Regions from separate parts of the Mus musculus genome. Here region 2 is linked to region 1. A link is a contact called in public Hi-C data. All regions are on one chromosome and are shown on one strand. The core of a region is the stretch at or near the end of the contact, and the rest is flanking DNA. Distances in the headings are between cores, read along the strand shown. Region 1 overlaps Ankrd28 (ankyrin repeat domain 28). Region 2 has its middle 34 kb from the start of Galnt15.

Region 1 (6,706 bases), core at 487-2,986:
CATGGGCTCCTACTCTGGTAATAAAGTTACATAAACTCCAAGCACCTTTCTAAATTATAAAGAGCCTATGCGGGCCACAAGAATCATCTGTGTAGTTACTTTATCTACAGGGCAATATTGATGTTCTCTTCATTTCTTCTTAAGAAATCCATCTTAGCTGTCAGACAGTCATGGTGGAGGAAACATCTCAGGGAGGAGACAGCATGCTTCACTCTTCTCTGTGGAGTTACTTGGGACTTTGTGCTCTATAGCAATCTCAGCACTGCAGTCAGATTCTGCAGTATAGTCTGTTTCTCTCGGAAGAAGGGGAAGGGGTAGAGCTGACAACAGTGAACGGCAGACAGCTCTAGTCAGTCACTCTGCTGGCCTCTTTATTTTTATTTTTTAAAACAAGTACATGGTAAGAACTCCCTCCCTCCCTCCCTCCCTCCCTCCCTCCCTCCCTCCCTCCGGGTATTGTGTGTGCGCACGTGCACAGTGCGCATGTCATAGCTCATATGTGTAAGACAGGGAACAACTTGTTAGAGTCAGTTCTCTTCTTCTACCTTCTGGGTTCCAGGGATTGAACTCAGGTCATCAGGTTTGTTGACAAGTGGTTTTATTTTATTATGGTCCCTGCTTCTTAATTTAAATTATAAGTACAGTATTTCATTGTGTAGATGTCCAACTGGAAATTTCAGATATGTTAAAAGTCTGATGTTTATTAAGCATTTCAATGTACCAATATATTCACTAGGCCTTTTTTTAAAAATTAAGCTCAAGGTTTTTCATTAATAATGCATAACTTAGTAATAGGAATATTTTTCTTGAACTATACCCACAATTTATTATCCATACCTTCCATTTTGCGTTTCTTTAAGTGATAGGAGAAAGTAAGCCCTTAACTGACCATGTTAAGCCAGGCCTGGTGGCACGTGTCTATAGTCTCCTCACCATGAAAGCAGAGGTAGGATAATCTTGAGTTTTAAGCCTACATGGATTACATAAGAGCTCTAGGCTAGCCTGTATTCATAGGGAGATTCTCTAGGACAAAACTAGCTTAGAGTAAAACTCTGGCTCTTTATAAAAGCAGGCAGCTTTAGTGTTGCAGTTTCTCACCCTTTTCCCATTTTGTAGCACTTGCCTTTATTGAATTTTAAAAATAATATTTAGCCTGTTCATCATCGAAACACTTGGTTCTTCATTCCTGATTTAGTTATTTAAATGCTATTTAAATAAGCTACAAATACACAAATTACTAACACATTTTACCCTTGGCAAACATAGACCCCATTGTATGATCAAGAGTGTGTGGATTTAGTAGTGGAAGACTGTGAGTCAAAGTACCTTGTGTAAAAACTAGTTATTCATGCTACCCAGGAGCCAAGAATATTAGTTAATCATGTGAGTTAAATAAAGGTTGATGAAGAGCTTCTTGTGTTCTATTATTTAAGTAACCATTTAGGGGACATCTAATTGTTTTCAGCATTTGCTTCCTGCAATGATTGAATAAACAAGTTAGAATTCATTTTTTTAAAACATAAGTTTTAAAGCCATATTTTACTAAAGGGACTTTTAGCTATTTTAATGCCTAATTTTCAGTGTTGAACTCTAGTAGAGTGAAATAAGATCTGTATTTTTTCTTTCATTATTAATTAATTCCCTTTTATTTTGATTTGCATAGAAGAATGCTATGTTTGTATGAGTCATAAAATAGCTTCATAGTATTGTGAGCATTGAGTCACAGAATTCCAGGCATCTCTCAGACACAGATGACTCACTTTCTGTGTCATCGTGCTTGCTGTAATGCTTATGCGTTACATTAGAGATGTTTGTCTATTTGACTAGGTCTAATCACATTTTAACATTAGCAACATTTGTTTGTTTAATGGGTAGCACCAAAAAGCCTAGGCAACGAGTTCTTTTTAAAACACACTTCTAAATTAGTCTTCAGCTTTCAGTAAATTTTTATATTTCAGTGCTTGCCAGACAATCTCTGTAAGCTTTTTAGCACTGTTTGGTGTATGATTTCTCTCTATATTCTATTTCCTGGGGTGAAAATTAGAATAAAAGGCGTGATGCAGTAGATTCTAACTCTGGTCATAGAGAGGAAAAACTCTTAGCTCACTAACTTATTTAACATTAATAGCACTAAACTAATTTCCTGTACAGTATTTTTACATAGTATTGCTAAGCCTCCCCACTCTAATCCACACTCTCAGCTGTCCTTAGAGTGAGTTAGAGAGTCCCAAACTAGAAAATTTTACAATCTTGAGCTGAGGAGATAGCTCAGTGGGTAAAGTGCTTGTTAGACAATCATGAGGAACAAAGTTCGATGTCTGACCCCCACCTAAGAGCTGGATGTGGTAGTGCGTGAATACCAGCACTAGGAAGGCAGAAAGTTACCTGGGGATGACTAGACAACTAGCCTACCCTAATGGTCAGCAAGCCCTGGGTCCCAGGAACTGATCCTGTCAGAACAAAGCAGACAGTTCTTGATGAATGGTCCTGAGGTTGACATCTGACCTCCACATGCACACATACACAGCCATGTATCCACATGTACAGCATCCCTCCCCCGAAAAAAATCAGGAAGACTGGAGTAATATCCTGAATAGTCTATAAAAGTGGGTGTTCCAAGATGGTGGCTTAGTTCTTGAGATCATTCACAATCATAGTCACAATCTGCTCTGATAGTGGCCTACATCTACATGTTCAAAGTTAGCTCAGTTTCAAATCTGCCTTTCAGCCTATAGGAAGTAGGAAGATACTCCAGCTATAACGTAGTTTTTGTTTTGTTTTCATTTCATTTTGTTTTTTAAGGCAAGATCTTGCTTAGTTTAGTTTAGGCTGATCCAGAACTCCACTATGTAGCCCAGAGTGGAGTTGATCCTCGGCCTCAGCCTTAGCCTCAGCCTCGGCCTCCCCCTCCCCCTCCCCCATGCTGCTGATGTGCATGCACTCACCCAGCTTGACAGATGCCTTTTAAAGGGAAGGCATTTTCAAAGGTCTGGCATTTGATTTCACTATTCTACTATTGGTCCACACTAAGTATAAGTACTTCAGGTAATCTAGGGATATAACCTCTTATTTACCATGTGGGTAAATGGCAAGTTATAGCTTGCTTTCTATAGACAGTAAGAAAAACGGATTAAAAAAGAAAAAGAAAAAAAAAAACAAAAACACTTAATCTACTACAAAAGTCTTCATGAACAATACTAAGTGTAAATTTCAGAATAATTATCCCTAAGTAAATAATTTTTTTAAATTCAGCCATGTCAGTAATAGTCAATTGTAGATTTGTGTGGTATCTTAATGTGACATTACTTTATACCTTGCTTCATCAATTGGTGCACACTTGATTAGGAGAAAGAAAATCACAAAGCTGTATATTAACGGAGCTCTCCTTTCTGGGGAAAGATTTGGAAAAAGATGTATTTTTCTTCTTTAAAACAGACATGAAAGTATTCTGGATGTGAAAGGAAAAACTAATAAATATTAAGACTAACCTTAGGATAATTTTAATTCACAAAGACTTTCTTCTATGCTCCCTATGAGTGCTCCTATGGAAACATTTTGATTAGTGATTTATCTGATTATTTGACATTTGTGTTTAGTGTGTTAAGCTGACAATTCTAAACTGCTTTAAAATTGTACAAGTGTACTGATGCAAAAAAGTAGCATATAAAAGATTTTTACTCCACTTATCAGTGATTGCATACCAAGTGACTTCTTTTGTGATTAAGTTACCTCACTCAGGATGATATCCTCCAGATACATCTATTTGCTTAAGAATTTCATAAATTCATTGTTTTTAATAGCTGAGTAGTATTCCATTGTGTAAATGTACCATATTTTCTGTATCCATTCCTCTGTTGAGGGACATCTGGGTTCTTTCCAGCTTCTTTCTATTATAAATAAGGCTGCTGTGAACATAGTGGAGCATGTGTCCTTATTACCAGTTGGAACATCTTCCGGGTATATGCCCAGGAGAGGTATTGCTGGCTCTTCCGGTAGTACTATGTCCAGGTTTCTGAGGAACCACCAGACAGACTTTCAAAGTGGTTGTACCAGCTTGCAATCCCACCAGCAATGGAGGAGTGTTCCTCTTTCTCCACATCCTCGCCAGCATCTGCTGTCATCTGAATTTTTTGATCCTAGCCATTCTGACTGGTGTGAGGTGGAATCTCAGGGTTGTTTTGATTTGCATTTCCCTGATGATTAAGGATGTTGAACGTTTTTTTAAGTGCTTCTCAGCCTTTCGGTATTCCTCAGTTGAGAATTCTTTGTTTAGCTCTGTACCCCATTTTTTAATTTTTTTTTTTTTTAATTTCTGGAGTTTAGCTTCTTGAGCTCTTTGTATATATTGGATATTAGTCCCCTATCAGATTTAGGACAGAAACCTAAAATACCCAAGATACAATTTGCAAAACACAAGAAAATCAAGAAAGAAGACCAATGTGTGAATACTTCATTTCTCCCTAGAGTAGGGAATAAAATACCCATGGAAGGAGTTACAGAGACAAAGTTTGGAGCTAAGACGAAAGGATGGACCATCCAGAGTCTGCCCCACTCGGGGGTCCATCCCATAATCAGCCACCAAACACAGACACTAGTGCATATGCCAGTAAGATTTTGCTTAAAGGACCCTGATATAGCTGTCTCATGTGAGGCTATGCCATACCTGGCAAATACAGAAGTGGATGCTCACAGTCATCTGTTGGATGGAACACAGGGCCCCCAATGGAGGAGGCCAGAGAAAGTACCCAAGGAGCTGAAGGGATCTGCAACCCTATAGGTAGAACAACAGTATGAACTAACCAGTACCCCCAGAGCTCGTGTCTCTAGCTGCATATATAGCAGAATATGGCCTAGTCAGCCATCATTGGGAAGAGAGGCCCCTTGGTCTTACAAACTTTATATGTCTCAGTACAGGGGAACGCCAGGGCCAAGAAGTGGGAGTGGGTGGGTTGGGGAGCAGGGCGGGGGGAAGGTATAGGGGACTTGTGGGATAGCATTTGAAATGTAAATGAAGAAAATATCTAATTAAAAAAAATTAAAAACAAAAAAAAAGATCTTTACTTGAGCTGGGCGTGGTGGCGCACACCTTTAATCCCAGTACTCAGGAGGCAGAGGAAGGCAAATTTCTGAGTTCGAGGCCAGCCTGGTCTACAAAGTGAGTTCCAGGACAGCCAGGGCTATACAGAGAAGCCCCGGTCTCGAAAAAACAACAAAACAAAACAATCTTTACTCAAGCTTTAGTCCCAGCACTTGGAAAACAGGTAGGTAGATATATCTGGTCTACACAGTGAGACCCTGTCTTGAAAACTGTGTGCGTGCACGAGTACATGTGTGGGTTTGAGCATTTGCAGCTGTGTGTGCCCCATTGCAGTATATGAGTCAGTAAAGTCTTAAACTCTTTCCTGTCTATATTTCAATTTTTATCTATCTAGCTATCTACCTACCTACCTATCTATCTATTTATTTATTAGTTTTTCGAGACAGGGTTTCTCTGTGTAGTCCTGGCTGTCCTGGAACTCACTCTGTAGACCAGGCTGGCCTCCAACTCAGAAATTCTCCTGCCTCGGACTCCCAAGTGCTAGGATTATAGGCGTGCGCCACCACTGCCGGGCTTTATTTATTCTTTATGGATTTTATACAGGTTGAAAATTCCTTATTAAAATTCTTAGGACCAAAAGTGTAGAAGATTTCAGATTTTTTAAAATATTTGGGGAATATTCATTCATCCATCTAACATTGTTCTGAGGATGAGATTCAAGAATCAAAACATACGATTTACCATCTCCTATGCCTCATACCCATCAGCTGAGGATAACTGTACATAATATCTTTAAGAATTTTACATGTGAACAAAATTTCTTCAAAGTTAGTTTTTTATTTATGGTTACACATCACTTCTCGAAACCTTTTGGGATTTGTTTCATTTCAGATATTTTAAAAATAGGACTGGGTGGTTTGGCTCAAGCCATGGTTTTATAGCCAAGTAAATTTGTAAAGGCTTTTACTTGTCTTAGCTGTAAAACACCCAAGATTTTGTTGGCGAGACTTGCAGAGTAGAGTTGTGGAAATATTAATTTGTTAGTTAATAATGTTGGATTTCATTCATACTACATTATTTTTTATTAAAGTGCAGTTTCCTCTTTTCACAGGACAATGAGAAGAGAACCCCTTTGCATGCTGCTGCCTATCTTGGTGACGCAGAAATCATTGAGCTGCTTATTTTATCTGGTATGGCAACTCCTGAGCTGAGTTCATGGTGTTCAGTTTGATGTATGAGTGTTCCTATGGAATGCATAGCCTATGTCTTAGTATTGGTTTCATAAGTTAACCAATTATAATAGCAAACTTTGATCATAGAACCTGTTTTGGGTGCTTAAAGTACTTTAAGAAATAGAACAAAGATTTCTGTCCTTACAGACTTATTAGTTCCATAAATACAAGTCATTTTATAGTTTGTTTAAAAGATAATAATTGCTACTGTGGAAAAATGAAAAACATAGATTGGGAAGAATAGGAAAGAGACATATGTCAGGAAAGGCTTTCTGTATTGTACTTAATGGGCCTCATTGAATACAGAGTTTTGAGGAGACAGTTAACATCTCTACAAAGGTGACTTGTCCAAAGGAAGAGGGCAATAGTGGCCCAGCAACTAGATGGTAAAAAATAAGTCCTATTGTGTACAGAAATTTAAGTTGTTGCCAACAGA
Region 2 (5,938 bases), core at 2,369-4,868, 230 kb before region 1:
CTTCTTCAAGGAGGGGCCACCAACCTGAGCCAGCTTGACCTCAGTCAGTGAGTGTTCTGGGCAGCAGGCACGTGAGGCTAAAGGTCAAAGGCCGTAAGTGCTGGGTGCAATCCCTTGCTGAGCCTCTGCCCTGTGTTCCCCTTGAAGATTTGTTTGGTCCCTGGCTGTGGGGGTTGGGGCTGGGGGGCAAAGAGCTGCTGAGAGGGTCCTGTGGAGACCCTGGACAACTTCACCAGGTTCCTCAGCTTTGAGCTCTCACTCCTTTTGCCAGTCTGGGCCCCATTGTTTGGGTAATGTCAGTGACATCAACCACTGATGAATATATATATATATGTGTGTGTGTGTGTGTGTATATGTATATGTATGTGTGTATGTGTATATATATATGTGTGTGTATATATATGTGTGTATATATATATATGCGTGTGTATATATATGTATGTATATATATATATACACATATCTTCAGCTGAGCTCAGCTGGCTACAACCTGAGTGGCTTTTCCTGGAAAAGTTTAGGGTAGTAGTTCTTAAATTCTGCCATGTCTCAAAAACACCATGTCCTTGAGGCTTACTCAAGGAGAGCTGGCAGGGTCATGACCAACAGTCTCTTTCAGAGGTCTGGGTAGAGCCTAGAAACTTTGCATTTCTAACAAGCTGCCATGTGATACTGATGCTGCAGCCCCAGAGATGCTGATGCCACAAGTCCAGACACTGATTGGGCAAAGGGTAAAAGGATGCGAGGAAGAGTACCCATAATGGTCCAAAGGACGTTAAAGGAGACCCAGGCAAAGCTGGGACAGGAAGTGATAGGACTGTTAATGTATGATTTGGCCAAAGGGCTCATGTGCTGGACAACCCTACTAGTGGTTACATAAGCCACAGGCAAGGGATAAAAATGGCTGTAAAGACCTTCAATGATCGTACTTCGGAGCCTCAGTTTTGCAGTACAGGAATGGCCTGCACAATGCAGTGGATGGATGGAGGCTTATCATCACATTCGCAGGCACTGTCGGAAGCTCTGTAGATTCCAGGGCCATCACTGAGCTAGCAATACAGGAGGGGGAGCCACGTGGAAGGTTCTTTTGTCTCTGTATGGACATGTACCGCCTGAGTGTCTGGTACCTGTGGAGGCCAAAAGTGGAGGAAGGAAGCCAGCGAGGGCATTGGATTCCATGGAAGTGGAGTTACCTGTTTGTGAGCTGCCATGTGGGTGCTAGGAATCGACATAGGGTCTCTCACAAGTGCTCTAAACCACTGAACCATTTCACTAGCCCATTCTATTGTCAACAACTATATTCTGTGACCTAAGGTAGCAGGCAATGGGGCCTGGAGCAGCAACTGAGAGCTCCCACCTTGAAACACAACCACAAGCAGAGAACACACTGGTAATGGCATATGTCTCCTATGACAACCCCTCCAGTGAGGCCATAGCTCCTAATTCTTTCCAAACAGTCCCAACAACTGAGGACCAAGCATTTAAACACTTGAGCCCGTGGAGGCCATTCTCACTCAAACCCTCAAAGCAGCTCCACCTTGGTGTACCAGGTCTGCATACCGACTCCCTCCATTCTAAGCAGGGCTTGTCTGTCCCTCTGCATCAGCTTTAGATGTGTTTAAGACACTCCTTCCTGCTCTTAGCCCCTCCTCCCCATCCTCACCAGGCTTCCTAGCTCTCTCTCTCTCTCTCTCTCTCTCTCTCTTTTTAAAGATTTATTTATTTTAAATTTTATTTATATGAATACACTGTAGCCATCTTCAGACACACCAGAAGAGGGCCTCAGATCCCACCACAGATGGTTGTGAGCCACCATGTGGTTGCTGGGAATTGAACTCAGGACCTCTGGAAGAGCAGTCAGTGCTCTTAACCGCTGAGCCATCTCTCCAGTCTGAGCTTGCTATCTCTTGTAAGTCAGATCTTGATTGAGCAGCAAAAGAGGTTTTATTTTAAAAATTAGTAGATAGATGATGTACTGGCTAGTTTTGTGTCAACTTGACACAGCTGGAGTTATCACAGAGAAAGGAGCTTCAGTTGGGGAAATGCATCCACGAGATCCAGGTGTAAGGCATTTTCTCAATTAGTGATCAAGAGGGGAGGTCCCCTTGTGGGTGGTGCCATCTCTGGGCTGGTAGTCTTGGGTTCTATAAGAGAGCAGGCTGAGCAAGCCAGGTGAAGCAAGCCAGTAAGGAACATCCCTCCATGGCCTCTGCATCAGCTCCTGCTTCCTGACCTGCTTGAGTTCCAGTCCTGACTTCTTTCAGTGATGAACAGCAATGTGGAAATGTAAGCTGAATAAACCCTTTCCTCCCCAACTTGTTTCTTGATCATGATGTTTGTGCAGGAATAGAAACCCTGACTAAGACAGATGATGATGATCAATAGATGATAGATTGAAAGATGATAGATAGATAGATAGATAGAGCTGGAGAGATACTTTGGTTGGTACATTGCTAGCTTTGCAAGCATAAGGACATAAGTTTGAGCCACAGAACCCATGTAAAAAAACCCAGGAAGCTAAAATGGCAGGAAACATTCTCCTGAAAACAGCCTGGTGGGACGGGGATTCTCTAAATATCAGCTTATCTTTCGTCTTTTTATGAATCTGTTTTGATTTAAAGTACAGAGTGGGACCATTTCATTAGCCAGACTTAGATCATGCAGGCTCCTTCTGTTAAGGGAAGGAGAAAGGTCTCCTCAGACTAGACTCTGGAGAAAAGAAACCCTGGCTCAAGGAAGAAAGAAAGACGTAGAGGAAAGATAAAGATGCAAGGGAAGGCAGAGGAGGGAGGGAGGGAGGGAGGGAGGGAGGGAGGGAGGGAGGGAGAGAAAGAGATCAGGATTGTTTACTCTGCTCTTCCAAAGCAGGGCATTGAGTGCAGGAGATTGAACTGAGCTCAGAGGCCAAACCCTTTGCAACCAGCATAGATCCATTCATGAAGGAAGCCCTCAAAGATCCCAACTCCTAACCCTGTTGCATTGGGGACTATGTTCCCGTCGTGCCCTTTGGGGAGACACATTCAAAACACAGCAGGTAGTAAAAAACAGTTTGAAAACCTTTACAGAGAATTTCATGGATAGAAGATCATATGAGCTACATTAGTGACAAAGCTGAAAAACTTTACAGTTAAGCAAGTTTGATGCTAGCTGGCTTAAATAGCAGAGAGAATCCTGTTTAACACTCTGTGATGGGTTAGCTTTGCCCATCGGACACAGCCTATACCGACCTTGGAAAAGAGTCACAATCCAGGATTGTCTACCTTGGGTTGGTTTGAGGCTGTGTGTTGTGTAACAGTTTCATCCGAGATTGAAACATTCCATCCCACAGGGAAGCTTCCTTAATCAGGAAGGTAAACAACTCAAAATAGCTTCGGGAAGTCTGAAACTGACCAGATCCAATAATCCCTCTCTGTCTGAATCAGCAGTCAGAACTGAGAGCTGAGACAAGCCAAACTCGGAAGATGGCTCAAAGATCAGAGCAGCTGCCTGGAAGAGCTTTAGACGAACTGGGAGACCTAGAAGGACACGCTCCAATTTAACTGCCTTCAGGCTGCGCAGCATATCCCAGCCTCCCTGCTTTGTGGGAATCTGGGGTGGGCTTTGGTTATGCAGCTGTCTTTGAATCATTTCTGCTCCTGTAAGGAACCCCAATATGAATCACTAAGCAGGACTTTGGTGGTACTCATACTTAGGTCTGTTGTGGGTGGATAGGCTTGTGTGTTGCATCTCTGAAGGAAAAGTTATGTCAGACAACAACATGTCTATGGGGGTGGGGGATTACCTTAATAAAGTTAATTGATGTGGGAAGATCCAGCCCACTTTGGCAGAATCTAGGCAGGGGTCTCAGGGGGCCAGGAATAGACACACAAACCACTCAGTCACCAATCTCAGTCAGGTGGGGATGGTGTGTTGAACGCACACTCCAAGACTGATTAATCAGACATGCAGTCAGAAGTCAGGATCTAAAACTGCGACCACACACAATCCTCAGAACCAGTTTTTATATGGGAAAAACAGCTGAACAAGTGCATTTGTGACATTTACAACATATAGGCTGTCTAGACCAAGCAGCACTGTCTGACGCTTAAGCTGATAGTCTGGGTCTAGAGGCAAGGAAGCTAGGGGTTTTAGGGCCCAAGAATTACTGAAGGAAGATCCCAGACTCAAATAGTATGCACAGGTAAAGAACATTTATTCTACAGATATTAGCAGTATGAAGGGGTCAACCATTCATCAAAATGGCAACCCCTTAGGGGATTGCAGGCTCCTTTTTAGACAGGGCTAGGGGAATTTTCTAGAAGGGTTAGGTAGCCTCTAATATAATTGATAGGGGGCAAAGCGGTGACATTAGTACAATTCTGATTGGTTGCTAAGTTAGTTTCATTATATTTGGTGAGACCTTGAAGAATTTTAGAAACCAACTCTGTTCTGGCCTTGTTATCTCCTCCAACTAGATGTCCCAGGAGCTGACTCAGATCCAGACCTGTCCTCCCTAAGTCAGGGTCAGCAATGACTAAATGCCCATTGTCAGTGCCTCATACTGGGGGGCCTAGCTTGCTTGCCTGGGAATTGAAAACTTTTTATTCCCTAGGTTTTTGGACCTTTCAGGGGATCTCCAGAGTCCACCAGGCTCTGAGGCTTGGTGACAAATTACAAGTTGTTTTTGTCAGGGCAAGGAACAGTAAGTCAAGTTAAGGTCACGAGTTACAAAATGAAGCTACAAGATGACAATATGGCAGAGCTATTGTCAAGTTTTAATATTTAACAGTCATAAATTGTAAAAAGTGGAGAAAATGAATTGAGCCCAAGCAAGCATGCATGAGGCAAGCTGTTCCAAGTTCCTCCCTATATTTCCTGATCGTTACAGACTGCAGCCTAAAAGTGTAGACCAAAAGACACCTTCTGCCCTTGGTTTCTTTATGTCAGGGCATTTCATCCCAGCCACCTATCACACAATACAGTGACCAGTTGGTCATCAACTCTGGGAGAGAGGGAGAAAAAAAATATACGTTCAAAGTCTAGAAAATGATGAAGACCTCCAAGGTCATAAACAGAGTGATCGAAGACTTGGGAGACTTTTATCTTGAAGAGAATGTGTGAGAAACAAAACATCTGTGGGATGGCTACTCTTGGTTGTCAACTTGACTACATGTGGACTACCTGAGACTTTTCTTATGTTGTTTAGAGTGGGATGACCTACTTTTAACCCAGATCTTTAATCTTCTACCTTCAATCTGGGTCAGACTTCTGGTGGCAGCCTACATAAAGAACATGGAAGTAGTCTCTGTCTATGTGTGTGTGTGTGTGTGTGTGTGTGTGTCTGTCTGTCTGTCTGTCTGTCTCTCTGTCCCCTTCTCCCTCTCTCTGCCTCCCCCCCTCCCCGCCTGTCCTTGCTCTCAATAGCAAGTTTGTTTCTTTGCTGGCATTTGAGACATCTTCAGAATTCTGGACCATCTGAGACACCCAGCCTCATGGAATGAACAACTACTGAACTCTTGGACTTTCTGTTGATGGACAGCCATTATTGGATTAGCTGGACCACAGCCTGTAAGACACTTTAATGAATCTCATATATGTATCAGCTCTGTTCCTCTAGAGAACCCTGACTAACACAGGTTTTGGTACCAGGAGTGGTTCTATAGCAACAGAAGTATAAGGATGATGTTTTTAAGTATGTAGAATAAGCTTTTCTTTTCTTTTTCACTGTACAGATTTCACATATTATTTTTATTAGATATTTTCTTCATTTACATTTCAAATGCTATCCCAAAAGTCCCCTATACCCTCCCCCTGCCCTGCTCCCCAACCCACCCACTCCTGCTTCTTGGCCCTGGCATTCCCCTGTACTGGGGCATATAATCTTCCCAAGACCAAGGACCTCTCCTCCCATTGATGGCCTACTAGGCCATCCTCTACTACATATGCAACTAGAGACACAAGC

Evidence for each region. Hi-C and Micro-C count contacts between places; a contact is called where the count stands out from the background.
Region 2: a contact with region 1 is called in a Hi-C map of muscle stem cells, with 2.9 times the contacts expected there. The contact joins two enhancer-like sites. A contact is called at or near these places in 1 of 484 Hi-C or Micro-C datasets (muscle stem cells) and 1 of 9 other capture datasets (pancreatic islet).

Annotation. Positions count from the first base shown.
Region 1 is chr14:31,763,776-31,770,481 of GRCm38.p6, reverse strand. It overlaps Ankrd28 (ankyrin repeat domain 28), which reads left to right. Exons shown (of 28, transcript NM_001024604.2): 3 at 6,150-6,228. Among named protein-coding and RNA genes, the nearest start is that of Ankrd28, 63 kb to the left of the region's middle. Within about 2 kb of position 1,736, at least 68 of the 459 cell types and tissues checked have an H3K27ac peak or open chromatin away from gene starts, as enhancers often do. A contact at or near this core is called in muscle stem cells, where this site is marked.
Region 2 is chr14:31,991,686-31,997,623 of GRCm38.p6, reverse strand. No RefSeq gene overlaps it. Among named protein-coding and RNA genes, the nearest start is that of Galnt15, 34 kb to the left of the region's middle. Within about 2 kb of position 3,618, at least 30 of the 459 cell types and tissues checked have an H3K27ac peak or open chromatin away from gene starts, as enhancers often do. A contact at or near this core is called in muscle stem cells, where this site is marked.